Linked DNA regions of Mus musculus: regions 1, 2 and 4 are each linked to region 3. The links are chromatin contacts, called in public HiCAR-type and HiChIP or PLAC-seq maps. All regions are on one chromosome and are shown on one strand. The core of a region is the stretch at or near the end of the contact, and the rest is flanking DNA. Distances in the headings are between cores, read along the strand shown.

What was found. HiCAR-type assays count read pairs that join an accessible place to other places. HiChIP or PLAC-seq counts read pairs in DNA pulled down with a chosen protein or histone mark.
Region 1: a contact with region 3 is called in a HiCAR-type map of astrocytes, with 3 times the contacts expected there. The contact joins the promoter of Ugt1a6a here to the promoter of Efhd1 in region 3. A contact is called at or near these places in 2 of 115 datasets of contacts at active chromatin or transcription factors (astrocytes and microglia).
Region 2: a HiCAR-type map of astrocytes shows a contact between it and region 3, with 3 times the contacts expected there. The contact joins the promoter of Usp40 here to the promoter of Efhd1 in region 3. A contact is called at or near these places in 2 of 39 promoter capture datasets (embryonic stem cells and hippocampal neurons), 1 of 115 datasets of contacts at active chromatin or transcription factors (astrocytes) and 1 of 9 other capture datasets (liver).
Region 4: a contact with region 3 is called in an HNF4G HiChIP or PLAC-seq map of pancreatic cancer cells, with 13 times the contacts expected there. The contact joins the promoter of Nppc here to the promoter of Efhd1 in region 3. A contact is called at or near these places in 2 of 39 promoter capture datasets (embryonic stem cells and pre-B cells), 1 of 484 Hi-C or Micro-C datasets (embryonic stem cells), 3 of 115 datasets of contacts at active chromatin or transcription factors (astrocytes, neural tube and pancreatic cancer cells) and 1 of 9 other capture datasets (liver).

The regions. Positions count from the first base shown.
Region 1 is chr1:88,131,398-88,138,268 of GRCm38.p6, forward strand. Ugt1a6a (UDP glucuronosyltransferase 1 family, polypeptide A6A) reads left to right here and starts at 3,412. Exons shown (of 6, transcript NM_145079.3): 1 at 3,412-3,538. All of the region lies in intron 1 of Ugt1a10 (UDP glycosyltransferase 1 family, polypeptide A10), which reads left to right. All of the region lies in intron 1 of Ugt1a9 (UDP glucuronosyltransferase 1 family, polypeptide A9), which reads left to right. The region is part of intron 1 of Ugt1a8 (UDP glucuronosyltransferase 1 family, polypeptide A8); the gene reads left to right. It also overlaps Ugt1a7c and Ugt1a6b.
Region 2 is chr1:88,006,099-88,012,299 of GRCm38.p6, forward strand. It overlaps Usp40 (ubiquitin specific peptidase 40), which reads right to left and starts at 2,453. Exons shown (of 32, transcript NM_001198573.1): 1 at 2,340-2,453; 2 at 1,127-1,344. The coding sequence starts at 1,325.
Region 3 is chr1:87,262,029-87,268,631 of GRCm38.p6, forward strand. Efhd1 (EF hand domain containing 1) reads left to right here and starts at 2,325. Exons shown (of 4, transcript NM_028889.3): 1 at 2,325-2,726. The coding sequence starts at 2,422.
Region 4 is chr1:86,665,940-86,672,327 of GRCm38.p6, forward strand. Nppc (natriuretic peptide type C) reads right to left here and starts at 4,634. Exons shown (of 3, transcript NM_010933.5): 1 at 4,410-4,634; 2 at 3,705-4,015; 3 at 354-859. The coding sequence starts at 4,499. The coding sequence ends at 3,725.

The sequences.
Region 1 (6,871 bases), core at 2,162-4,661, 870 kb after region 3:
GGAGTTGGGAGGCCAGTGGTCATAGGCACAGCAACAGAAGCTCCAAACTTCCAGTCTTAAGTTTGAAGGCCACTTGTGTACCCTCTGCAGTCAGCTGGCTGCCATCTGTGTAGTCAGCACCCTTGAGAAACATCTTGCCTCTGTCTTTTTTGGAATGTTCCCCACAAGGATGTTTTTTCAGCATGGGAAAGTGTTGACTTAGATCCTCTGAATGTAATCCCTCAGCATTTGTGTGTTAGTTTTGATGATGTTACAGATTGACAGGGCACTGGGTTTTGTCAGAGAGTCTTTCATTCAGCAGCCATCCATGAAAACCTTCTGTGTGCCTGGCTCAGTGTTAGGGATGCAACCACTGAATGGAGGTAGCTTTAGCCAGGCAGAAGTTTGCTGACTAATGAAGAAACAGAAGTATGAGCACAGAGAGAACCAATAACAAGGGGCCCAGTGGGGAAACCATGAGATGATGGCAAGTGCATCCCCTGTCCCATATTCCAGTAACACAGGGACACAAGTTCTACTAACCATCCCTCTCTACTCTATCCACCCATCCTTCCTTAGGTCTATCAATTCATTGATCCATCTATCCATCTATCTGTGTCTGTGTTTCTACTTCCCTCTTTGTCACTGTGTCTCTCTCTCTCATACCTGTGTGCGCATGTGTGTATCTGTATATTCATGCTTGTGAGTGTGTTTGAGTGTGCATGTATGCTCATGCTTGTGAATAAGTGAGTGTGCATGTATGTGTGCTCAGGCTTGTGAGTGAGTGTGCATGTATGTGTGTGTATGCGTGTATAAGCATGAAAGACGACATCACATTGTACTCCGTGTTACTTTCTTCAGTCACCATCTCTCTCTCACTGTAACTGTACTTATCAACCCATCTAGACTGGCTAGCCAGTGAGCACCAGGACTCTTTCTTTCTCTGCCTCCCCAGAGCTGGGATTGCAAGTCCATGCTGTGGTGTCAGGATGCTGCTTCCTGATTCGCTTGGGTACCAGATGCCTGGCTAGGGGTGGTGATGAGAGGAAGAAGACAGGACAGGCACACAACACAACAATGCTGGGATTACTCAAGGTTCTCTGCTTCCTAGCTCACCAATGTGGATAATGACTTTGCCAATTTGTCATGGATAATTCTCAGAATCCTAGACAGGTCATGCTCATGTCAAAATACTCATTCACCAGGCACTACACTCACTGGGGGCTGCTCACACTCCCTACGTTTCAAGTTTCTTGTAAACATTGGGGGTCCAAACTCAGGTTCTAAATTTGCATGGATTGTTTAAGTAACTTGATGAATTGAGTTGAGTATATCCTTATGTGCCTATAATTATACACATGTGTGTTTAAACTTTAAAAGAACTGTTGGTTTCATCACCAACTTGATACAACCCAGACTCACCTAGATTATCTACTTTGGGTTGGCCTATGGCAGTGTCCATCCGTAGCAGATGGTTCTGCTTGCTGCAATTGATGTAGATCCCACCTGAGAGCGAGAAGCATCATTCCCTGCTTTGGGTCCCTGAACAGCATACGAATAGAGAAAGCTAGCTAAGTCCTAATCGTGCACATGTTCATTTTTCTCTGCCCTTGCTTGAAGATCTTCTGTCTGCTGTTTCAGGTTCTGCCATCTTACCTTCTCCATAAGGATGGACTAGAATCTGACTTGCAAGTAAAATAAGCCTGTGTCCGCTAAGCTTCTGTTTATCAGAGTATTTTACCACAGCAGCAGAAACAAAACCAGGGAAATTCATGGATTTGGTTTTGCCTTTTTTTGTGTTCTGAATTGAGATTTTTCAAGTCTGAAATTGTTCTGTAGGTCTTCTGTCATCTTGTAGGTCCTGGGCCTCTAATTCCTGGGCTTAGGTATCTGAAGGATCTGGAAGGGTGAGTTCCTGAGAAGGGAATTCCTCTACATGGCTGACCTTTTCAGATAGCCCTCAGCTTCTGGAATGAAACTGTCCCCTGTCAACTTTCAGACCTCCTTCCTACTCCAGATGCTAGCTGTTCTTCATTCACTTTGGGGAGCGGCATTTTTACCCATACAGTGTGGTTCTATCCCAGGATCTATGCCTTCATTCCACTGGTGTGTGCCCCAAGCCCCATTTGTTGTTCTTCAGAAATCCCTAGGTTAAAGCTGACCTTCCCCTGTATAGGTAGAAGTAATGTTATGCAAGACACCCTGAGCCTGTATCCTCCCGCTGGACTGGACTGAGCCTCCTGGGCAGCAGGAGGGATAAAACTTAGAAGTGCCAGGCATGCCACATTCCCTTTTCTGGTGCCCAGTACAGAAATACTCCTGACAGCTGCACACCCCCCCCTCTCTCTCTGTGCACATGTACACACACACACACACCAGTCTAAGAAACAGTAGAGTCAAATCTCATGAACAAAGCTTGCAAAGCACCCTCTGGTGATGCTCTGACAGAACCTTGTTGTCCTCTCCTGCCTTCTTCCTGATTTCAACCTATGACCCCATGGACTTGCTGGAAACAAGAACAAGCCAGTCAGTACCCAGGTGAACCTGATTTTCCTAGGAAGGGCCCAGGCCTCGGTAAATTGTGTGTCTGTCATAAAGAATACGAGGGTACAGTTCCTCGTGCTTTCCCCAATTCATGCCAGCTTGCTTAAAGACATTCTTCAGAGAGCTTTTGCTCTGCCACTCAGGAAGGACAGAGCTACAGTGTGCTTCCTTTATGAGTCTCTGGGGAGTGGTTTCTCATTGCTGTAAGCTTGTCTCTTTTCATTCTGAGTCAAAAATCCTGTTTATGTCACAAAAGCCAGAGATCTCAAACCAGACCAGTGCCTCACTGCAATGAACATTAGCAAGTGAACATGTGTAGACAGAGAGACATACTGTGGGACACACTGTGACAGTATTACAGCTTCCATGATGAGATATTTTCAATGCTTTTTTGTTTTTGTTTTGCCTGCTTGTTTATGTGTTAAAGGCAAAGAACAGACACCAGGGGGATGGGTGACCAGTGGGCTGGGAAGCACAATTTGAAACCCACAAAGAATCAATTAAAAGCAAAACAAAACAAAAAACTCCAACTCCCCTCCTCCCTCCCACGCTGATCCTCCACCCCTGCTTGGACTGAGTGGAGTCTTTGTAAGCCTTAAAGAAAGAACTTTCATCTTGGCTATGTTCCTGCTTGCCCTTTGGGGTGGCCCCTTCAGTCCTGCTTTCCTGAGCCCCAACCGACTGGGGTGCCAAGGTTAAGGCAAGTACTGGCAAGCTGGTTCCAATATGCATATGCCTGACAAGGTCTGGGTGAGCCAGTTCCTTGATTCAAAGAACAATTTCCTCCAGGGCAGCCTGATTTCAACATCCATAACTCCCTGGCCCGCCCTCAGCAGTGATTAACAAACAGAACAAATGTAACCCTCCCTCTTTGGTGGTGGTTAGAAAACCCAGAATTCAGATGCTGGCTGATGGTGGCTGACTGGAAACCGACTTCCAGATTTCTTACTCTTGCTCAAGGGCCCTCATCACGTGCTACCTAGAGGCACAGGTCTCTAACCTTACTATCTGACAGGCAAGTAACAGATTATGTGTGGTGAGAGAGCAATACAGAATTTGAAAGATAAGGGCTTTTGTCTTCCTGTGCAGAGCTTCCCAAATGCCTGTTGATTTCATGAGGGGTGGGAGGGAAACCTGTGCTGTTTGTTTGTGATAAGCTGTTGTACTGTTTTCTTAAAGCTTATGCTTAAGGGGCAACTTTTGGAAAGTTTGTAAGGATGGGGTCTGGAACCAGCTTTGAGATTAGAGGGAAGGGCAGAGAAAGGGATTGAAGTTAGGGTTGATTACTGATCAACGGTAATTTAATCAATCAGCCCATCCCCTGTATTTCATGATGCGGCCCCTATGAAAGCACAGAGGGATTGGGTTGGGGAGCTGCCAGGTTGCTGAAGGTGTGGAGGATAGGTTGCACCAAGAACACAGAGAGCGGCCATGTCTCTCCCCCAAGCTCTTGGCATTTCTCCACTGCTGTCTTGTTGCACTATGGGTGCTGCTGCTGTAATGAACCTCTGACTGAGTGATTCTCTGAGTGGTTTGAGCAGAGCTGCTCTGAGGCTGAGTAAAAGAGCCTCTGGTCTGTAGCCAACTCTGCTAAGTGGTTGACTTGACTCATACATGCCTGGTAACACAAGAGCTGTGTGAGTGAAAGTGTGCAGAAGGAAAGGGTCGTTGGTTTTTCCCTTATACACATGTCGAAGGGTCAGCGACCAACTCCTCACAAGGGAGCTGGTTCTGTCTTATCCTTCCTTGAGTAACCTTTTACTATTTGATTGAAAATGAGGCACAAGGATAAAATGGACAGACAGTCCCAATGCCAGTTTACTCACACACAAACTGGTACTCGGAGCCTTCTGTATGCTGGACACTGATCTGCATGCTGCAGACTCAATAGAGAGGAACACTGAGTTTGGTAGAGAGGGACATTAGAACAATGATTGATCCCACCCTGCACATGCTACTAATAGTTGGGAGAGGGATGCATAAATACACAGAAGGTGAGGTAATGATAGCAAGGAAGGGAAGGAGGCCCAGGGCCACAGACTGGGCTGCTGGACCCTGGGCTCAACAGGGAAGGTGTCACGGATGGGACACTAGCAGAACTTTAAAGGAAGTAGGTGATCAGAGCTGACATCGTGTTTATTATGTATATCATCTAGGGGGAGCATCTTAGAGGTTCTAAGGCCATAAAGAGACATCATGACCACAGCAACTCATAGAATGGAAAACAGGTAATTGGGCCTGGCTTACTTTTGAGAGCTTTAGTCCATTATGGTCATGGCAGGAAGCATGGCAGCAGGCAGGCAGACATGGTGCTGGAGAAGAAGCCAGGCATTCTACATCTGGATTGGCAGGCAACAGGGAGGGGGAGACACATTGGGCCTTGGCTGGAGCCCCTGAAACCTCAAAGGCCACCATCAGTGACACCTTTCCTCCAACAAGGCCACATCTACTCCAAGGCCATTCCTCCTAACTTTTTAAATAGTGCAATTTTTTATGAGCCCACAGGGGCCATTTTCATTTAAACTACCAAAAGGAGGGCTAGAAAGCTGCAGACCTCTGGTCACATCAGCCCTGAGCTCTGCTGTCCCTGGAACATGCTTATCATATGTGCTCCAGGTCGCTCTCACTCTCCAGAGTTCTGTCATTTCAGAGAGATCAATGCCATGCATCAATAAGAAAGGCTTGGGCCATAGGTGGGAAAGTTTATTTGATATCAAACAAGGAGATTCAAAATACATTCTAGGAGCCCATTGGCATTTTGGAGCCCATTTTAGGAAATGAACACAGTTTTCTCTTAGCAATACCAAAATGGTCATTTGCTTTCCTAGAGCATCCTCCCCAAGGGTGCTGTGGAATTTCTCGAAGGTTCAGGCTATGTAGCATTGCAACAGAACAAACTGTAATGCAAATTAGAGATTTCCAGCTGTTCCCTAGGAGGCCAGCCAGTTAATGGACTGGAGAAAAACATCAAGCAAAGCAACTCTTAGACAGTTTTCTGTCCTCCCAACCTGCTGTATGTTAACAAAATGGATTTATTCTTCTCTTGAATGTTAGCCAGGAAGTGTCTGCGTGTGTTTGGGTATGTCAACTTTGATTTTTAAAATAGTCCCTTTGACTTCTTTAGCCCACAGGAACATTGTGAAGGTCTCTGAAGGCCTTGTATATTAGACTTAGACTCTCTCCTAGTTGGCTCACTACACACTCACTCTATGTGAGGTGCTGACTGATTTTAAAAGTACAAGTAAAATCCACTTAGGTTCTCTTTTAAAACTTTGTTTTGACATATTATTGATTTTAGTCTTATGTGAATGGGTGTTTGTCTATATGTAAATATGTGTGTTGTGAATATGTCCACTGAGGTAAGAAGACAGTAGCATAGCCTTTGGAGCCTGGTTTACACATAGCTGTTAGCTGCTGTGAGGGTGCTGGGATTTGAACTTCGGTCCTCTGGAGGACTTGTCAGTGTTCTTACCTGCTGAGCCATCTCTTCAGGCCCACTTCTGTTCTTCAGACAAACACTCATGAAATCCAGGCTGTTCTCAAACTCACTATGTAGCTAGGATGACCTTGAACATCTGATCCTTCTGCCTCTCCCTCCCAGAGTGCAAAGGTTACCGACTAAGAAAGTGTTCTACCAACCAAACTTCATCCCTGGTTCTCCGTTGAGTTTTTAAAACTAAACTTGCCATCATTTTTAACCATTTGATGATTGTGAAGAAATTCAAAGACCAAGAGTTTGTAAACAGTTAGGCAGAGGTGGATAATTTCAGTTTCTTTCAAAGCTCCAGGGGTTACAACTACTGTCCTTTGCTTAGGCAGCAACCTCAGTTTCTCGCACATAGAAAGCTGGCCATAACTGCACTCTGAGGTTTGTACTGTGTGGGGATATGGGTGGGGGTTAAGGCCTAACTTGTGTGTCCTGGAAACTACACTAAGCTTAGTGGCCAGCATGCTTGGTTGCATAGTCATTGCAGATGAACTTAGTGAAGATGAGATCCTTAGGATGGGTCCCACCCTGTAAGATTGGCATCCTTTATAGATACAGCCACATAGGCCCAAAGACACAGAAGAAGGTGAAGATTAAGATTATGAGGAGGAGAGAGCTCTGTGTTGCTTTGAACATCTGTGTTGCTTTGAACATCAAATATGTCCTCTGGTAAGTTAGTGCTTCCCCCTTTATGTGAACAAAGTTGACAGGAAAGTGTCAATGCATTGACAGAGAGCCATTTCTCCGCTAAACTCACAAGGCCCAGGTCAGCTCCTTCCAGGTTTTCTTTAAACAGTAGCAAAGACTCATTGGAAGGATTAGCCCATTAATGGAGAAAAAGATAAGAAAACTAGAATCTCT
Region 2 (6,201 bases), core at 1,203-3,702, 740 kb after region 3:
CACACTAGATGTGGACAACAGTAAATATGTCCTAAATCGCTAGAAAAATAAGTCTAGCTCAGAGAAACAGAACATTCCAGAGATCTGATAAACGGTGTGGTAGTGAGAACTCGGCATTTAAGTACAAGCCAAACCAGACTGTCGTCAGAATAGACATGAGCTACATATTCATGAATATTTGGACACCGCCCCCCCCCCAATCCGGATCATGCACAGGTCAAACAAGGCTCATGCTGGAATCAAAGGACACAGAGATGCCAATGAAGGAAGCTGGAGTGTAGAGATGGGAATGGGACAAACATGTTGAGAAATAGGCAAGAAATAAAGGCTTTGGTGAAGACTGCCTGGCTTCCAGCATGTGGTTTCTGGAGAAATAGTCTGTCATCTCGGTAACTCACCACAGCCGTCTAATACAGCTAATCTGTGTAGGTTTTTGTTTCTGTTTCCTTTACAAAGCTCCTTACTTCAATTCCTTTGGGTCTTTGAAATTCATAATTTCCAGGTTTTTGAGTGATGAAGGAGGTGTCTGTACACTATTTTTCATTCCTATCAAGGTCTGGGGCAGACAATGCTAACTAAACAGATTAACATTCCTGTTGTGAATATATTAGTGTTCATACTCCTGAGAGAACTAAAACTCCCAAGAAGCCTCAGCCAGGTTAGCTTCTGAGGCCAAACAAATTCAGTACAGATCAGCTCAGAATCAGAGTTCTCTGAATCTCAGAAATGCAGATATGTAACTATGGATGTGTATAAATAATGTGACAACTTTTCCCACTGCAGAAGTCAAGCTGCATGTGTAACCCTGTCTTAAGTGACCGTTACTCTGGAGAAAGATGAGAGAATTCTCTTTATGTTGTATTTCAAATTATGGGAATTAGAAATACCTTGCCTTGTTTTTGCTGCTGTTGTTATGAAACACTACATCACTACACAGAATAGATTTTTTAAATGGTAAGCTTCATAATTTTCTTCAGAGAACGGCAAATATATGTCTTTCTTTGCAACAATGAAACACATATTGTTGAATCCACCTTAAGATTCGTTTTCTTTTATGTTTTTTTCATAACTAATTACATATAAAGCCCACGGTACATATTATTCAAATGCATGTCACATAGCATACCTCTGAATTCAGGTGTGAAATGAAGCGTCTGAAGAAGGGAGCTGAGGTAACAGGTTCCACCCTGATTTCTGATTCCACTTAAATTGGTGAATTCTCTAGGGGCAGGCGGCTCCAAACCTTTAGTCTTTAATTTCTTCCCTCTTCCATACTGACTACTTGACACACTGGAATAATCCTCTTCAAATAGGTTCCCAAACATGGTGGAACTAAACGCTATCCTTTAAAGAAAATATGTTACATAAATGTTTCCATTCTTTAAATGTACCTCCACCCCCAATTTTCTCTTATTATTCGAGCGTAGCTGTTTTGTTAAATCGTTCTTCAGAAAACACAGTAGTTTGTGTTTTGGAGAAAGCGAGACCTGACTTGTCTTTCCTACCTACACGGGGTCCTGATTAACCTGTGTGATCCTGGACAAGTTATTTTAGCTAACATTTACTTCTATGTAAAATGGGGCTGCGTATTTTTCATAGGTAAATTAAACCAGTCACATGACAAAAGAAAGGTTACTGAGTACAAAGGGCTTGACCCACAAGAACCGATAACTATTCTTGGATTCCACATCACTAAATGAGGGGGGGGGGGAGAGAAGGGGAGGAGCCTTCATCAATTATGAAATCTCAGCTTCCCCCATCCCTTCATACACAGTACCAGATCACAGCGTTTCAGTGACTTAACCCTATCACATTAATCTTGACAGTAGTTTCAGCACTTTGGCCCTAAACTAGAGAGCCAGGAGTAAGTACCTTGAGGAAGAAAAACTCTGGTCATTAGAGCCATGGAGTCCAATGGCCTTCCAAAACATACCCAGGAATCCAACTGCAGAAGTGGGGACCTGCGGGAATCTGTTCTGTTTCTTGTGTGGGGAAGGGACATTTGGGGTAAAACGCTGAGAACACTCTCTTAAGTGATAGGAATGGCCAAAATGCAGTTTTCTTCCTTCCCAACACAGTCCTCTGAACAAAAGCTCAAGAAATGGAACTCGCGAGGCAGGCCTCGAGCTAGCTCGCGGGCTGGCTTCCCGTCACGCCGCTCCAGAGGCCTTGCCGCCCACCAAGCCGCCCAGCGCCCAGGAGCGCGACCAGGCGCGCGTCCCCGCGGCCCGACCCCTGACGCGCTGCCAGCAGAGGCCCGGCGTCTCTCCCCAGGCCGCCGGCGTCGTCCCTACGCTGCCCTCGTCCCTCCCTGCGCCCAGTTCCCCAGCCCCACTTACTGCCTATAGCCCAGACCCCCGCCCCGGCCACAGCACAGAGTAAACGAACTCGCTCCGAACGGGCACCGCCATGCCGAGGAGGCCGTGTCTCTGGAAAGTGATTTCCAACCACCCACCCCCACCCCAGATGCGACTACACTTCCCAGGGTGCGTCGCGCCACGCGGAGATTTATGGGTAGTTATACTGCTCTTTTTCCAGACGGCTTACAAGTTAAAATTTGTATTTATTGCTGCCTGCAAAAAGCGTTGGAGCCACATTCTGTTAGAGCTTTCACCATTTAAGTGGAGTATGTATTTATATAGTCTCTGCTCTAGGATAACAAAAGAACCTTAAAACAGTTTTTCCTCTTCAAAGTATATCTCTGATACAAAACTTGTGAAAATGCTCTACGTTCTGTGAACCTTCTTACATCGCCTTCAATCCACCTTAAGTAGTTTATATATAACCATGCAAGCATGTATGCACACAAAACTGTCTGTCCTGCTGGAGCTCTTCGGATAGGTTACTTCCCATCCTTTGCACAGACCCCATTTGTATCTCCCTCGTCTCCTCCAACCTCTATCAGGATGTGAATGAAGGAAACAGGTGAAATCTAATTTTTATTTCAGCTGAGAGTTTAAGAGATGGAGAACAGGAATAAAGATGGAGGGTGATGGGGGTTGAGGGTGGCAGAGTCCAAGTGACCATCAGTCCAAGGGATTTGTCTTTGGAACATTTGAGGGAGGCTGGTGTGGCTAGAACGCTGAGGAAGTGTTGGGAGGAAAGGACTGGAGATGACCATTGGCTAGGAATAAGGGGTCTGGGCCAGGAAATGGACTGGGAGAGTACACAGCTCTCAGTACTCCAGGTGGAGGACCACTTTGCTTTTTAGCAACCTCCCCTTCACTTTGCTTTCCTGGCCATATCTCTTTCTGTCTTATGGTACTTTATCCTCCTATTTAAAAATCACAGCTATACCTTAAACTTTTATTCCCTGACCAAAACTCAACACTGTAAGCCAAGATCCACAGGCATAGGTGGCTTCCCTCTGGGCAGCTATATCCCCTTACACCCATGTGCTTGTTAGTTAGGTTTTGATTACTTTTTTTTTTTCTTGGTAGGTTGTTTGTTTTTGTACTTTATTTTGTTTTGTTTGTAAACGGGACACAAGCTAGGGTCACATGGAAAGAGGGAACAGATGCTGAGAGAATACCTCTATAAGATTGGCCTGGAGGCAAGTGTGGGGACATTTTCTTGATGAATGATTAATGTGGGAGGACCCAGCCCACTATGGGTGGTGCCAACCTTGGGAAGGTGGACCTGGGTTGTATAAAAAACAAACTGAGTGACCCAGAGGGAACAAGCCAGAGAGCAGGGTTTCTCCATGGCCTCCACTTCAGGTTCTGCCTCTAGTCCCTGCCTTGAGTTGCTGCCCTGCCTTGAGTTCGTGATGAACTGTGAGCTGTCTGAAATGAACCCTTTTCTCCCCACGTTGCTTTTACTGGTGGTGTTCATCACTGCAATAGAAAGCAACCTAGGACAGCCTGGCCTCTTTGTTATGTTCTGACTCATAGTTCCATTCTACCACCTGTCTACGTTCTCCTTCTCTCTCTGGGGTCAACTTACTGCAAGTGGCCATACCCCAAAGTTATCTTATCTCTTGGATTGGCTTACTTTCTGTGTACTTTCTCTAATTCTGGGCACTCAACTGTCCAATCCCTCCCACCCACCCCCATTTCTCACACTTTAGGTCTCTCCATAGACAGTCTTGTCTACATTTGTCTGACCCACTTTATTTTCTGTTCCTTTGTAGTTAAAACTGTAGTTCATCCCATCCTTTTGATTTCTCTTACACAATGAGGCAATATCCAAGAACACATCAAAACAATCATCCATCCTGACCAAGTAGGTTTCATTCCAGGGATGCAGGGATGGTTTAATATACGGAAATCCATCAACGTAATCCACTATATAAACAACACAAAGACAAAAACCACATGATCATCTCGTTAGATGTGGAGAAAGCATTTGACAAAATCCAACACCCATTCATGATAAAAGTCTTGGAAAGATCAGGAATTCAAGACCCATACCTAAACATGATGAAAGCAATCTACAGCAAATCAGTAGCCAACATCAAAGTAAATAGTGAGAAGCTAGAAGCATTCCCACTAAAATCAGTGACTAGACAAGGCTGCCCACTTTCTCCCTACCTATTCAACATTGTACTTGAAGTCCTAGCCAGAGCAATTCAACAACAAAAGGAAATCAAGGGGATACAAATTGGAAAGGAAGAAGTCAAAATATCACTTTTTACAGATGATATGATAGTATATATAAGTGACCCTAAAAATTCCACCAGAGAACTCCTAAACCTGATAAACAGCTTCAGTGAAGTAGCTGGATATAAAATTAACTCAAACAAGTCAATGGCCTTTCTCTACACAAAGGATAAACAGGCTGAGAAAGAAATTAGGGAAACAACATCCTTCTCAATAGTCACAAATAATATAAAATACCTTAGCGTGACTCTAAGGAAGTGAAAGATCTGTATGATAAGAACTTTAAGACTCTGAAAAAAGAAATTAAAGAAGATCTCAGAAGATGGAAAGATCTCCCATGCTCATGGATTGGCAGGATCAATATAGTAAAAATGGCTATCTTGCCAAAAGCAATCTACAGATTCAAAGCAATCCCCATCAAAATTCCAACTCAATTCTTCAATGAAATAGAAAGGGAAATCTGCAAATTCATCTGGAATAACAAAAAACCTAGGATAGCAAAAACTCTTCTCAAGTATAAAAGAACCTCTGGTGGAATCAACATGCCTGACCTAAAGCTTTACTACAAAGCAATTGTGATAAAAACTGCATGGTACTGGTATAGCGACAGACAAGTAGACCAATGGAATAGAATTGAAGACCCAGAAATGAACCCACACACATATAGTCACTTGATCTTTGACAAGGGAGCTAAAACCATCCAGTGGAAAAAAGACAGCATTTTCAATAAATGGTGCTGGCACAACTGGTGGTTATCATGTAGAAGAATGTGAATTGATCCATTCCTATCTCCTTGTACTAAGGTCAAATCTAAGTGGATCAAGGAACTCCACATAAAACCAGAGACACTGAAACTTATAGAGGAGAAAGTGGGGAAAAGCCTTGAAGATATGGGCACAGGGGAAAAATTCCTGAATAGAATAGCAATGGCTTGTGCTGTAAGATCAAGAATCGACAAATGGGACCTCATAAAATTGCAAAGCTTCTGTAAGGCAAAGACACTGTCAATAAGACAAAAAGGCCACCAACAGATTGGGAAACGATCTTTACCTATCCTAAATCAGATAGGGGACTAATATCCAATATATATAAAGAACTCAAGGAGGGGGACTCCAGAAAATCAAATAACCCCATTAAAAAATGGGGCTCAGAGCTAAACAAAGAATTCTCACCTGAGGAATACCGAATGTCTGAGAAGCACCTGAAAAAATGTTCAGCATCCTTAATCATCAGGGAAATGCAAATCAAAACAACCCTGAGATTCCACCTCACACCAGTCAGAATGGCTAAGATCAAAAATTCAGGTGACAGCAGATGCTGGCGAGGATGTGGAGAAAGAGGAACACTCCTCCATTGTTGGTGGGATTGCAAGCTTATACAACCACTCTGGAAATCAGTCTGGCGGTTCCTCAGAAAATTGGACATAGTACTACCGGAGAATCCCACAATACCTCTCCTGGGCATATATCCAGAAGATGTTCCAACTGGTAAGAAGTCCTCCACATGTTCCACTATGTTCATAGCAGCCTTATTTATAATAGCCAGAAGCTGGAAAGAACCCAGATGCCCCTCAACAGAGGAATGGATACAAAAAAATGTG
Region 3 (6,603 bases), core at 1,075-3,574:
GTTACAGAACTACAAAAAAATAGTTATTTATTTTGTATATGCATGTGAGCGGGTGTGTGCTTGCCATGGTGGACATGTGTGAGGGTCAGAGGACACCTCTCTGCAGTTATATCTCTCCTTCAGGGTGGGTCCTAGAGACAGAACTCAGGCTGTCAGCAAACTCCTTGTAACTGTCTCCTTGGAGATCAAAACATTTCATCCTGAGGGAGGTAAAAACAACAAAAGAGCTTGAAGAAGTCCCTGAAACTGACTAGATTCACTTGGCACCTTCCTGCCAGAGTGAACAACTCAGTGGCAAAGAAGTCTTTCAGATGAGCCTAGGCACCAAGACTCAGACATGCTGAGCTGCAAAGACGACTCTCAGAGGAGAAAAGCTGCAGAGAGGACTCAGACCAGACCCGGCTGCCTGGAAGAAACAGAAACCAGCTTGGAATGAACTCTACCCAATCTGTTGAGCCCCTACCGGCTGTGCAGTGTGCTCCAGGTCCCCAGCTTTGTGAGCTGTCACTCACACTGGGGTGGGCTTTGGTGATGCAGCTGTCTTCGAGTCATTTCTGTTCCTGTAAGTGACCCCAGTAAAACTGGTTGGTTTGCCAAGTTGGACTTTGGTGATACCTGGTCTGTTGAGGGCTCCCCATCTAGGAAGAGTAGATGAGTGTGTTTTGTCTCCTCAGGAAAAGTTTTGTCACACAACATACTTTTCCCTATGGCTTTAGAAACACACACACACACACACACACACACACACACACACACACACACACGTACACACCACCTTAAAACTTGAACCCATGTTTTTGAAGGGCTGCTACTGAGCTTCACCCCTCATGGTTACCCCCTCCCCTTATAACTGTTTTATTTGATGTTTGATCTTTGAGGCAGAGGGTCTTACTGTGTAAATATAGACATACAGTCCAAGCTGCTAGAGTCGGAGTCCTGCCCCAACCTTCCAAGTAGAATCACAGGCTTATATGAGCCACCATGCACACCAAAAGTACCTTTATTTTTAATGACTTATTTTCTTGAACCACTTTTTAAAAGGTGTGTTTTACTTTGTGGATGCTAGGGATTGAACTCTTTTATGCCTCTTTTATGCTAAGCCCTCTGAGCTCCCCCCCCCAGCTCCCCCTTCCCCCTAACCCTTCCCCCGTTAATTTCTTGTGTTAATTTCTTGTTTGCTTTGTTCCGAAGCAGCGAAGCAGCGGGTCTTGCTGTGAACCCCAGGCTGGCTTCCTACCCTGGAATTCTCTTGTCTAAGCCTTCTGAGTGCTGGAGTTATAGGCGTGTACCCCAACACCCAGCTATTCGAATTCTAATCGAATTACGTTTTCATGAGAGCACGCAATGGCTCTGATTTTTCCCTGTGGCCCCCTAAGATGTGCAGGCAACCAACTCATGCCTTTCAGCGGTGCACACCACCGGGCTCATCACACACACTCCCCAGTCTGTGGCCCAAAACAAGTGGAGCAAAGCTGGTCCCCAGTGCAGCCACTATTGTGTTTACAGCTGCTTCTCCATGTTTGGCTGAGGGAACCCTCATTTGCACCACATCCTTCCTTAGGGAGAATGACGGCGGCTCTACTTGTTTTTACTTCAATCTCCTGTTTCAAAAGTTGCCTTATTTTCAAGCCTTTTCTAACCCCACTCTCCGCAGTGGTGGCTCTCACATTAAAAAAACAAAACAAACAAAAAAAAAGCCATACAGCCAAGATACTTGCCACATTTGGTCCCTTAACAAGACAACCCCCCCCCTTTTTTTTTCCCGGGAATCAGGAGATTTTTCTCACTTTATTTATGTCTAGTATTTTTAGATTGTTGTGGAAACATTTCAATGGTATATGAAAGGCACCTTCGTACTGCCAGGAGCATCTCCTACTCCAGGGCCTTAGGGCGACGACTGCTCGCTACACACGTGGGTGTGTTACCAGGCACGCTTAATTCTCCCATCTCAGAGGGTCCTAGGCCGCGAGCTCCCTGGTTGGAGCGCTTTGGAAGAGAATGGAACTGCCTGAACGGTTGCCAGACTTAACTCCCCAGTGTTTGCAACCAATTCCCTGGGGATCACCAGTTCCCAAAGGGCGGATTCTGGCGGCAAGAGCAAGAGTTGATTTCAGGGTCCATGTCTGGACTGGGGGACGGATTAGCATCAAGTCTCAGCTTATGAGAGGTTTAGGCAAACGCGACCCCTAGGACGCGCAGACACTCCCTTGTCCCCTGTCCAGTAGATAGTCCTACTGCACCCGCGCCTCCTTAAAGCCGCAGCTCCGCCCCGCCCGCCCCGCCTACCCACGGTTCTTTTCAACCGCCGGGCCCCGAGCGATTCCACCGAGCGTCAGAAAGCCACGAGCCCGCAAAGAGCGCACAACTCTCTGTCCCCGTACCGGATCGCGAACCTCAGTTCCATCACCACAACCCGCCATCATGTCCAGCGAGGAGCTGGCCTGCAAGCTGCAGCGCCGGTTGAGACTTGAGGTGCGGGCAGAGACCGACCAGGGCGACCCCCAGCCTGCACCCTGCGATGCCCCAGCCGGGCACCCGGAGCCTGAACCGCCTGCCCGGGCGCCCACAGCCAGCGCGGACTCCGAACTGAACCTCAAGCTGAGCCGCAGGCTGGACATCCACCAGGGTACAGCGCGGCCGGGCCGCTCTAAGGTCTTCAATCCCTACACCGAGTTCCCGGAGTTCAGCCGCCGCCTCCTGAAGGATCTGGAGAAGATGTTCAAAACGTGAGCGCTCGTCCTGCGCCCCCGAAGAACGGGGGATCCGAGACAGGGCACGGGGTGGCCGCGCAGCGAGTGGGACAGTGAGGAAGGAGGTGCAGGCGTTCAGGAGTGCACTGAGCATCTGGCCAAGTGCAGCCAGATCGTGCGCATCAAGTTCATTGCGCGCCATGGGGAACCTCGTCAGGCTGGGGATCTGACCCCGGCGGAGCTCAGAGGGTCCTACTCAAAAGCCCCCTCCCTGAGTCTCCTACTCCCCAGGGCGGGTCCCGCACCCTCCTCCACCCACAGATCCAGAGATTTGCTCCCGGAGCAACTTCTAGGAAGCGAGCCCGGGGCGCACCTCACCTGCCAGCCTTAATTTTATCCCTCAAGGGAGAAATTAGCTGGATTGTCTTTTATCTTATAAAACAAAGGAAACAGTTGACACACGTCTTCAGTAAGGGATGCGAGAAATGAAGGAAGGCTGAGAACAAGGTTGCTTTAAACTCGAAAGACACATAGGCGTCCCTAGACCAGTGCGGGCGGGCGGGGGGTGAGGGGTGGGGGGAGTGGCTGGCGCAGGAGCCTCCTGGGAGCGTCGCCTAGTCAGTTACTCTTCTAACCGGTGAATGGCAGATGCCTCTGGCTGGGAACTGGTGCCTGCCACTAGTCACTAGGGTGCTGCTGGAGCCTCATCACCCCTCAGAAGAGGAGGTCATGCAAAGACCCAGTAGGTGGCCTGTCACGTGAGAGGTCTCTTTGGCCTCATTTCCCCACTTGAAGAGGGAAAGCAGTAATGACTCTTGCTGCTTTTTCCCCTCCCTCCCCCGTTACTTTTCTTTCTAAGCGAGATGTGGTGACATTCTCGTCTAATCCCAACATTTGGTTTTGGGAAGCAGAGGTAATCTCTGAATCCGAGGCCAGCCATGGCTGCATAGTGACATTGTCTCAAAACAAAACAGAACGAAAAACCGCATGTATTTATTTACGGTGAGTGTGTATGCATGAGGAAGTGTCATGGCACATTCGTGGAGGTCAGAGGACACGTTGTGAGAATCAGTTCTCTCCCTCCACCACGCAGGGGTTGGGATCAAACTCAGGTGATAAGACCTGGTAGCAAGTGCTTTTACCAGCTAAGCTGTCTCACTGACCCCTCCTTTGCCTTTTAAGGCCACGAAGTAGTCTGTACACCGAAAACGCCTCACTAAGCTATTAATATTATTTCCAGAATTCGGCCGGGACCGGAAAAGTGGCCAGGTCATGCTTGGGCGTCTTTAAAGTGCTTGGAATGTGTTTGCCCTCACCAAGGAGGTTCTATTTAAAGGCACTATGGCGATCACTGCTTCCACTACTCCCGAGGTCTGCAGAGCACCTCAATACTTGCTGCCTCTCTGGCAGTTTGTTTTCTCAGTACCCTGCTCCCAGCCACTGTTTTCTCTGGGTGCAGTTTGGGCAGCTAAGGAAGGTAGGGTTGGGAGTAGAGAATGAGACTGGGGTGATGGTGGAAAAGCCAGGGAAGGCACCGTGGTTTGACATATCCTGCCCCCCCCCCGCCCCCGTGGTTTTCTTTGGGTTTTATATTCTGTAGGAATGGCTGCTCTGGCCCGGATGTTCACCTGTGTATCACTCCCTCCACCTTGCTCTGTTGCCTCTTTAGCTTCTTTCAGGTTTTACTGGGAAGCTCCCATTTGGAAGGTTAAGTTTGTTAGTCTGCTGTGTAAGAGGAGTACGATTTATCCCTTCGAGAGGTCTTTGGAGCCAAGTAGTGTTGGCACTGGCGGCATCAAGCTAAGGAGGAGGGCAGAGTGCAACCTGTGGTTCTGGGAGAGCTGACAGCCCAAACTGTGCGGGTGTTTCTACAAAGCTAAGCTGCCCATCTGAAGTCTAGGTTAGAGCCTTTGTCACCTGCAATAAAACCACAGGAACAAAGGGAAGTGACCGACTTCTAAAACAAAGCCCAGAGCCTGCTTCAGGTGTGGCTGGATCCGGCCACAGGTGACTATACACAGTCACAGTTTCCTATCTTGTCTCTCTCCCCTCCACTCCCTCCCTTTCTGGTTTCTTGAGGTAGCTTATATAGGACAAGCCAGCCACAATGTTACTATGTAGCTGAGGCTGCCTAGGTCCTGGTCTACAATACCCACTCCCCTACTGAGTCTCCCTCTGTAGACCACGCTGGGCTTCCAGCTGTTTAGGTGATTTGTATCCACCAACAAACCCAGCTCATTTCTTGTTTCCTAAAGCCAGATTCTCTTCTCTCCTCTCCTCTCCTCCCCTCCCCTCCCCTCTCTCCCCTCCCCTCTCTCCCTTCTCCCCTCCCCTCTCTTCCCTCCCCTCTCTCCCCTCCCCTCTCCTCTCCTCCCCTCCCCTCTCCTCTCCTCCCCTCTCTCCCTTCTCCCCTCCCCTCTCTTCCCTCCCCTCTCTCCCCTCCCCTCCTCTCTCCTCCCCTCTCTCCCCTCTCCCCTCTCCCCTCCCCTCTCTCCCCTCCCCTCTCTCCCTCTCCCCTCTCTCCCTTCTCCCCTCCCCTCTCTCCCCTCCCCTCTCCCCTCCCCTCTCCCCTCTCCCCTCCTCTCCCCTCTTCTCCGCTTCACTTTCTTCTCTGGTCCTTACTCTCAGGTGGCTCCTTCCAGTGGCATAAGTGTGACCACAGTTGCTTCAGAAAAGCCCAGTGAGAAAGAGTAGTCACAGCCGCAGCCTTCATGTGGTCTTTTTTTAGGTATGGGGGGGGGGGGTTACTATTTCTAATTGGCTCTTAACCTGTTGCTCAGGGTAAATTAATTGTTCTCTTTGGCCAGGACTGAGCCTCATGTCATTCCACTTTCTAAAGTAAAGGATGCATGCCTTTCCCCACATCTGCACGCTAAACTCCCTACCTACCTCAGGCTCCTTGTTCTTAATAGAAACAGGGGTTGCTCAGCTCAGACCTTCCTAAGGGTCCATGAGACTGGCCCCCAGCTGGGTTTGTTTTCTCACCGGGTACTTCTGCTGGATTTTCCATACCTAAAGCACCAGGAACTTCGTCCTGTGTCTCCCCCATGACCAGGCCCTCCACGTCTAGGAATACTCACTGTCTAGACTCTCCTAGTACACTCTGGTTTTAACTCCCATCCAGCCCAGTCCAGGGAGATGTGGAGCCCTGACCAGCAGTGAGTGAATACAACCTCGTTTTTTGAAGTGTCCAGAGGTGCCTGCGCTCATACCCACCCAGATGCTCTGCCTCCTTGCCACCTGCCACCTTCCACCTTAGGGCAGCCAGCTGGCTGAGTCCTTCTCTCTGTTTCATCAACTGGTGTCTGTGTGCACATACAGTTCTGTGCCCGTACTCCGCTGCTTTTATCCAGGCAAGGGCAAGCAGACCCTGAGCCCCCTTCCACCCTTCTGTTGAAGCCACTGGGGCTTGGTGATTTGCAGATCTACACTGTCCTGCCTGGCCATGTCACATGTCCTGTAGCTGGCTAGAGTTCTTTTTCCTCTGCCTAAAATACTGCGTGATTTGATTTTACTTTATCTTATTTACTGAGACCTTTTTTTTTTACTGTATAACCAGGCTGGCCTAGAACTCGTGGTATTGCTCCTGCCTCAGCCTCCCACCTGTTGATATTACAGGTGTGAGCCACCGTTGGCTCTGTGTTACTGTTTTCTTTTCTTTGAGACAGGTTTTCATCTATCTTAGGCTAGCTAGCCTTGAGCTCACCATGTAGCCAAGTTCAAAGTTGACTTTGAACTTCTGAACCTCCTGCCTCTAGTTCCTAAGTGCCAGGACCACCATATCCATCTTTGTAGTACTGGGGATCAAACCCACAGCTTTGTGTATGCTAGAAGAGTAGTTTACTAACCAAGCTACACACATACACACACACACACACACACACACACACACACACACACACGATCCTCCTGC
Region 4 (6,388 bases), core at 3,384-5,883, 590 kb before region 3:
GGGCAAATTTGGAGCAGTTGTTCCTTCTCATAGCAGAGAGAAGATGGGATGGAACTGGAGACCCTTAAAGGAGCTAAACCAACACCGGTTCAGCTCTTGACATTGTCAGCCTCCCAGTCATTGGAGGAGATCTGGCAGTCACCTGCAGCAGTCCACACGGCCAGCCCGGTCCTGAGAGACCAACTTCAGTAGAGTGAGGGGTGGATGGGGCGCCCTAAGGGATGCTGACACAGAGCAATTCAGAGTTGCAAACCTGACTGACAGATCTATTTGGAGGCAAATGCCTTGTCTTCTGCCTCTGCTCAGGCTAATTTTTGAAATGAAAAGCAATGAATAAATAAAGACAATTTTCAAGATGTTCATGGAATGGCTTTTTTTTTTTAACATTTTTTTCAACTAGTTAGGACAAAAACATTACAATGGTTGGCTTCTTTCATTTAGTTACATAAATAAAATTTTTATAAATATCTCTTTATAAACAATATAAATAGCTTTACAACATAAATACATTTATGCATGACGTGAATTTACAAACAGCAATGTTTTACAGCTAGCTGGTTTTGTCAGTCACTTTAAAAACTGTCCCTTGTCATCAAGTCGGTGTGGGAGTGTGTGTCTCATGTATATAATATATATATAATATATAACTTTTTATTTTTCATTTTCAAAAAAAACCCCAAACAATAAAATCATACCCTCCCCTCCCCAAATAATAATAAAACAGCTGGTGTTGTGTATTGCCAGTACCAGGAGGAAAAAAAAAAAAAGAAATGTAAAAGCCACATTGCGTTGGAGGTGTTTCCAGATGCTGGAGGCTGATGACCAGGGATGGCCTCAGTGCACAGAGCAGTTCCCAATCCTGAAACACAAAGTGAACACAGGACACTCAGTTCCGGTCTCTTCACTGAAAAAGCCCATCCCACAGGGTAGTTGTAGAACTTTCCCCCCTTTCTTACAGTAGCACTAGGCAAAGCCTGTGTGCCTTCGATCTACAGGTCCTTGATCGGCACTGGCTGGACCAGCACAGGTGAAACCATAGCATCTGCCAGACCTGAGCCCCTCCCCTAAGATTTAACTACAGGCCTTGCTCTCGGCAATGGCTGAGAATAGCGGCCCCTTTCCAGCTCATTTTTGCTACAACACAACCCCCCAGGGCAGTCAGTTTCATCTGGTTTCATGTCTGCTTGGCTACATAGGGACAGAGAAGAGAATAACTCAGGGGGAAGTGTGTCCTATTCTGGACTCAAATCGTCGATCTGATTTGACTTCCTGGATGGCCCCAAGTAGCTTTGAGCTCACCTATAAAATGGATAATAGCCACCTCCCAGAGCCAGCACTGGGATTTAACAAAAGGCCACATATTAAGCATCTGCCCTGTCTGGGTCACAACTTCTAAGCAGCAAAGAACACTTCCTCTCCTAGCTACCTTTGTCTTAGAAATTGGTGGCTTCAATGTCCCCTTCTGCAGCAGCTGGCAGTGTCTGCCACCAGCCTGGGGCAAATGTACAGCTTTGCTGCGTTGGAGGGTTTGAAGGATGAGAGTAAGCTGATGACCGCTGTACTCAGTCCCTACTAGTGGTGGCTGCATGAGTTCTCCATGTTCAAAAAACTGGCAGACATGCAGGGCCCTCCTAAAGGACTGCACTCACGAGGGGCCTGGCTCTGATGGTCTGGGCAATTCTCCCTAACTCGATTCTCTGGCTGTTTCACAGGTGGTGTTCCTAGGGCCAGAGGCAAAATGTCCATTGAGGTCTTGGCCACACCCGAGTCTCTGCCAGTTGTATAATCAAAACCTATAACCATCAGCGGCAGTCATTATGACGATGCCTAGAGCCAAAGTCAACCTCTGCGTGGAGAAAGGGGCAGAGCCTCGGGAGTTTTCATCAGCATGAAGGATGAGCCTTGCACTCTTCCATAAGACCAAATGGGTGCTCTCCGCTGGCCAGCTCCACTGGGAGACTTCAGGTTGGAAGGACGATCTATCCTCTCACTGGGGCTGGCATAGAGGAGGCTGAGGCTTTGCCTTTATGCCAAGAGAACTTCCAGGAGGCTGATGATCTCCACTGGTCAAAGTGGAGGGGTAGGGTGTAGAAGCCTTAATTGTCTTGATTTTTCCTCAACATTCTCACTACCCTGTGCCCACAGATGCCTAAAGCACCTTCAGAGAAGCACATTCCAGGCATTTAACCGGAGGTTAAGTAACGTTGGTTTAGACTCTAAAGTCCTTTCTTGGCACATACATCGCAAACTGAAAATTCAAGTCCTCAGACTCCATCTCTTAGGTATTCATATGGAACATAGCAAAAGACCCGCCCATAAGTACTAGAATCACCGCTCTCCCTGAGTAGAGCAGAGACCTAACACCTCTGTGGAACTGGGGTGAAGCACGCAGCCTGTTCAAGACTCAGTGCAGAGAGGAGAGGGCCATCCGAGATCTAGAGCCAGGGCACTTGGCAGAGCTCCTGAACTGGGGGTATGTGTTTCTCTCGTCAGTGGCCAATATTTCCAAGATCCCTTCTGGGTATGATGTGGGCTCCTGAAGGTCTGTCACTTAAGTTACTCATGAATTAATATGGGGACACAAGTACACAGAGCACTGCACTTCTGCAAAGGTCTCTCATGCCTTTAAAAAAAAAAAGGCTCCTGTCATGTGATGGGGGAGGTGTTCCTACTCCTTACTGGGAAAAGAATGGCCACTGGTCAATCTTCCTGGGTTGGGGAGAGCAGCCTCCTCACCACTGGGGTGGGCTAGAGCAAGAGGCAAAGCCAAGGAACAGCAGAAGCCTGACTGTCAAGCACTTATCTAAGTAAAGTGTGTCTCATCACATCATCAGGGATAGAGAGCAGAAGGAAGTCAGGAAGGACCCAGCAGCTTATGAGGATGCTGGGAAGATGGAGGCTTCCCGTCTCCATGGAGGGGAAGGAGGCCAGAAATAGTTCAGAGCACCACAAGGCTGGTAAAGAACTCACTGTGGACACACTGAGTTTGAGGTTAGGTCACGAAATAAGCTTTAGCTTGTTCCTTTGCCTCTCTCTTGAAACAGGGTCACCAGCCTAAGGTTCATCTCGGAAGCCCCAGGGCAGCAGCATCAGGACCCTGGATAGACCAGTTTGCCCACAGTTGAGTTGAGAGCAGGGCTAAGATTCAGAATGCCCCAGGCAGAAGAGTGCCCTGCTGCTGCCACAGAGGTTCTCTCTACTAGGAGGGGGCAGGCATATCTGCATGCCTGCCTCACCTGAGGGACAACAGCCCCAGAAAGGCATCCTAGCACTTGACTGCTTGGCTGCTGGCACAGGGCTGGTGGTACATCTTTCTCTCCCTCTTTCCAGGATCTCTCTAACAAGTTTCCAGTTGGCTAGCTGGCCAGTGGTCAGTGGTGGGTTTGGAGGCTGGGACTGCATAAGCCTGTCTCTATTTTTCTAGAGGAAGCCAGATGGAGTACTCTAAGGCTGAACCTGGTCTCTGACCTGGCCCGTGTTCACTTTTTTGTTGTTGTTGTTTTTTAAATCTGTAAAATGGGATATGTGAGGTGGCAGGCAAATGTCTGGGTACACTTGATCCCATGCCTAAATTGGTTGGGGGAAGGTCACAGAACATAGGGATCAGGGAGGAAACCAAACAGTCTGCGAAGGACAGTGATAAGAGCTTGGCTCTCTTGGGTGCAGAGCTAGGCGAGCGGGGAGCGTCCGATGGTGTTACTTACCGCCGCCAGGGGTAGCTGCACTAACATCCCAGACCGCTCATGGAGCCGATCCGGTCCAGCTTGAGGCCAAAGCAGCCTTTGGACAAGCCCTTCTTGTTGCCGCCTTTGTATTTGCGCGCGTTGGGGTGCTCGTGCAGAAGGCGGGCCCAAGCAGCCCGGGACTTGGTGTCCACACGCAGGTCCCGGAGCAGTCGCGATCGGTCTCCCTTGAGATTGGCTCCCCCGCTGCCTGGAGTCTTGTCACCCTTTTTCTGATTGCCACCAGCTGCCTGGGAATCCGCCAGCTCCTCCCCTGGCGGGGTTCTCGGGACCTGTCGGAGAAAAGAGTGGACAGGTGAAAGAGTGCACCGATGTAGCATAGATGACTTTTACGGGGCCCAGAGTGGCGTGGCCCTTCTCAGCCATGAGCGTGCCTCCACCGATGCGGGACAGCTGAGTCCAGCATCCACCTGCCACGCAGCCTTCTTGCCTGCTCCTCCGGGGAGCCCATTGCTCTTCCCGTGCCGCAGGTCATGCTGGGCACATTGGGGCACGGGAGGTGTGCATGTGTCGACATTCTCCCGAGGCTGGGAAATGAACCCGAGAAGTCCCCGCTTTGAGGGAGCAAGTCCGAGGGGGTCTGCCTTTCCGGGTTCTCTGCTCCCTCCTGCGCACCACATCTTTCCACGCCCCTCACAAGCCCAGCGTCCCCGCGACAGCACCCACCTTCGGTGGTGTCCCGGGCTTGGCTTCAGAGGGCCGGAGCGAGAGTAGCGCGAGCAGCAGGGCGCAGGCGATCAGCTGGGAGAGGTGCATGGTGCCGATGGGACCGAGGTGTGCAGACGGTCTGCAGCCGGGACTGCCGGTGAGCAGTCGGATAGGCGGATGCGGAGCAGGATTGCCAAGCGAGCACAGGTCCTACTGCTGTGCGGCGCCGGCTGGGTGCGCTCTGAGTCCGTGGCTCCGCTGGAGCCTTTATAATCCAACCTGCCGCTGATGTCATCTTCCCGCCCACCGGGCCTCCAGGGCCAATGGCACAGCGCACGCGGCCGAATCGACGGCCCGGAGGGGGCCGGGAGGGGGCCGGGAGGGGGCCACGGGGGCTCCCTCTTCTGCTCCAACCCACATCCCACCTCCGAAGGAGCCGGCGGCTCGGCTCGCTGCGCTCAAAGCCACAAAGCGGCGCGCAGAAAAGAACTCCATTTGTAGAATGCGCTTCGCCCTAGTACTCAGGCTTCTAGGCGTCCCTGCGCTGTGTATCTGCTGCTCCTGATACGTGTCTGTACTCCTTCTGCAGGTGCAAAGGCTTAGAAGAAATGTCCTTTATGCAAAGTTACACAGGTTGAAAGTTGGTGCGGCCCAAAATCTACACAGATCGCTCTGTTTCCAAACTCTTCACAAATGCTGCCACGCGCTAGCCAGGGTGGAAGGGCTGACCATGTCTACACGCTCAAACATGGGGGCGGCAGAGGATGGGGTTAGTAGATCCCAGTGGGAAGTGGAGGGAGAGCTTGAATGTTGTAGCTGCAAAGGAGACTTGTAAGTCTCGGATACCCACGAGTGAGAGGATGTCATCAACCCACGAGTGTGAGCCAGGAGTTTGTGTGTGTGTGTGTGTGTGTGTGTGTGTGTGTGTGTGTGTGTGTGTGTGTTGGGAGGTTAGGAGGCAGGTAGCTTTCCTTCAGTGATGTACTGGCCCTTCCTGAAGGTGGAGATGTCCACTTTAGTGTCCTGAATACCCTAAGAAACTATGGGCAGTACTGGGTTTTAACCAGCTCCAAGCCTCAATAGGCCATCGCCATTGAGTTTGGGGTTGTAGTTGCCTTCTGGCTATAGGGACCGGGCCACTTATTTCTGCTGCACACAATTCCTCGCCTTGACCTGGAATCTTGGTCCATCGGACTCTAGGGAGCTCTGCAATTTAGAGCCACGAGAGAACTTGTAGTTTCAAGAATGGAGTGATGTGCAAGAGTTTGTGTCCCTTCTCCTGAGCAGGATGCAGGCTTGAGCGAGGGAAATGAATGTTGGCAGGGTCCCTGTGGTCTCATGGAGCAAAGAGCCTGGGAGAGAGGACGAGAAGCAGGAGCCAGTTAGCTTCTTACAGAGAAAGGGAAGTGGGAAGAGAGGGTAGTGGGAAGACTGCTGGGATGGACATGGGTCTAGAGGACCCAATGCTTCTGGAGGATACAGAGGAAGCAAGAGTGTACTGAGTGTGCCGTCTACTTCCTCGTCCTTTCCTAGCATGCAACCCAAAGACTCCAAATGAGGACCACAAGCTCCTTCCAGCCTTTCGTTTGGGAAATGACTCACAGGTGAGGTTTGATTTGAGTCAGCATATTGCCCAAAGAAAGATCTAGACATCAGTTTCAAGTCCTTTGTCAGTTCTGGAAGGTTGGTGGCTCATCTCCATTCAGCTCCTCCCTCCATGGCCTTTCTGTGTTACTACATACGAAACGACAACCGTGTTGTGCTTGAGAGGGAGAGAGAGAGGAGAAAGGAGATGAGGGTGAGGCCTTCAGCTGCTTCATGGAGTGTCTTTCGCCTAAGGGGCAGGAGAGTACCATCCAAGCTTTGAGACCGCAGCAGTGTCTTATAAGGCCCCTTATTAAGGATAAGTTGGGACTGTTCAGTCTTGATAGCTACTTTCTAAAGGACTACAGATGGTTTTCTTTTATCCTGTCTTGGTAATGGGCTGGTAACTAGGT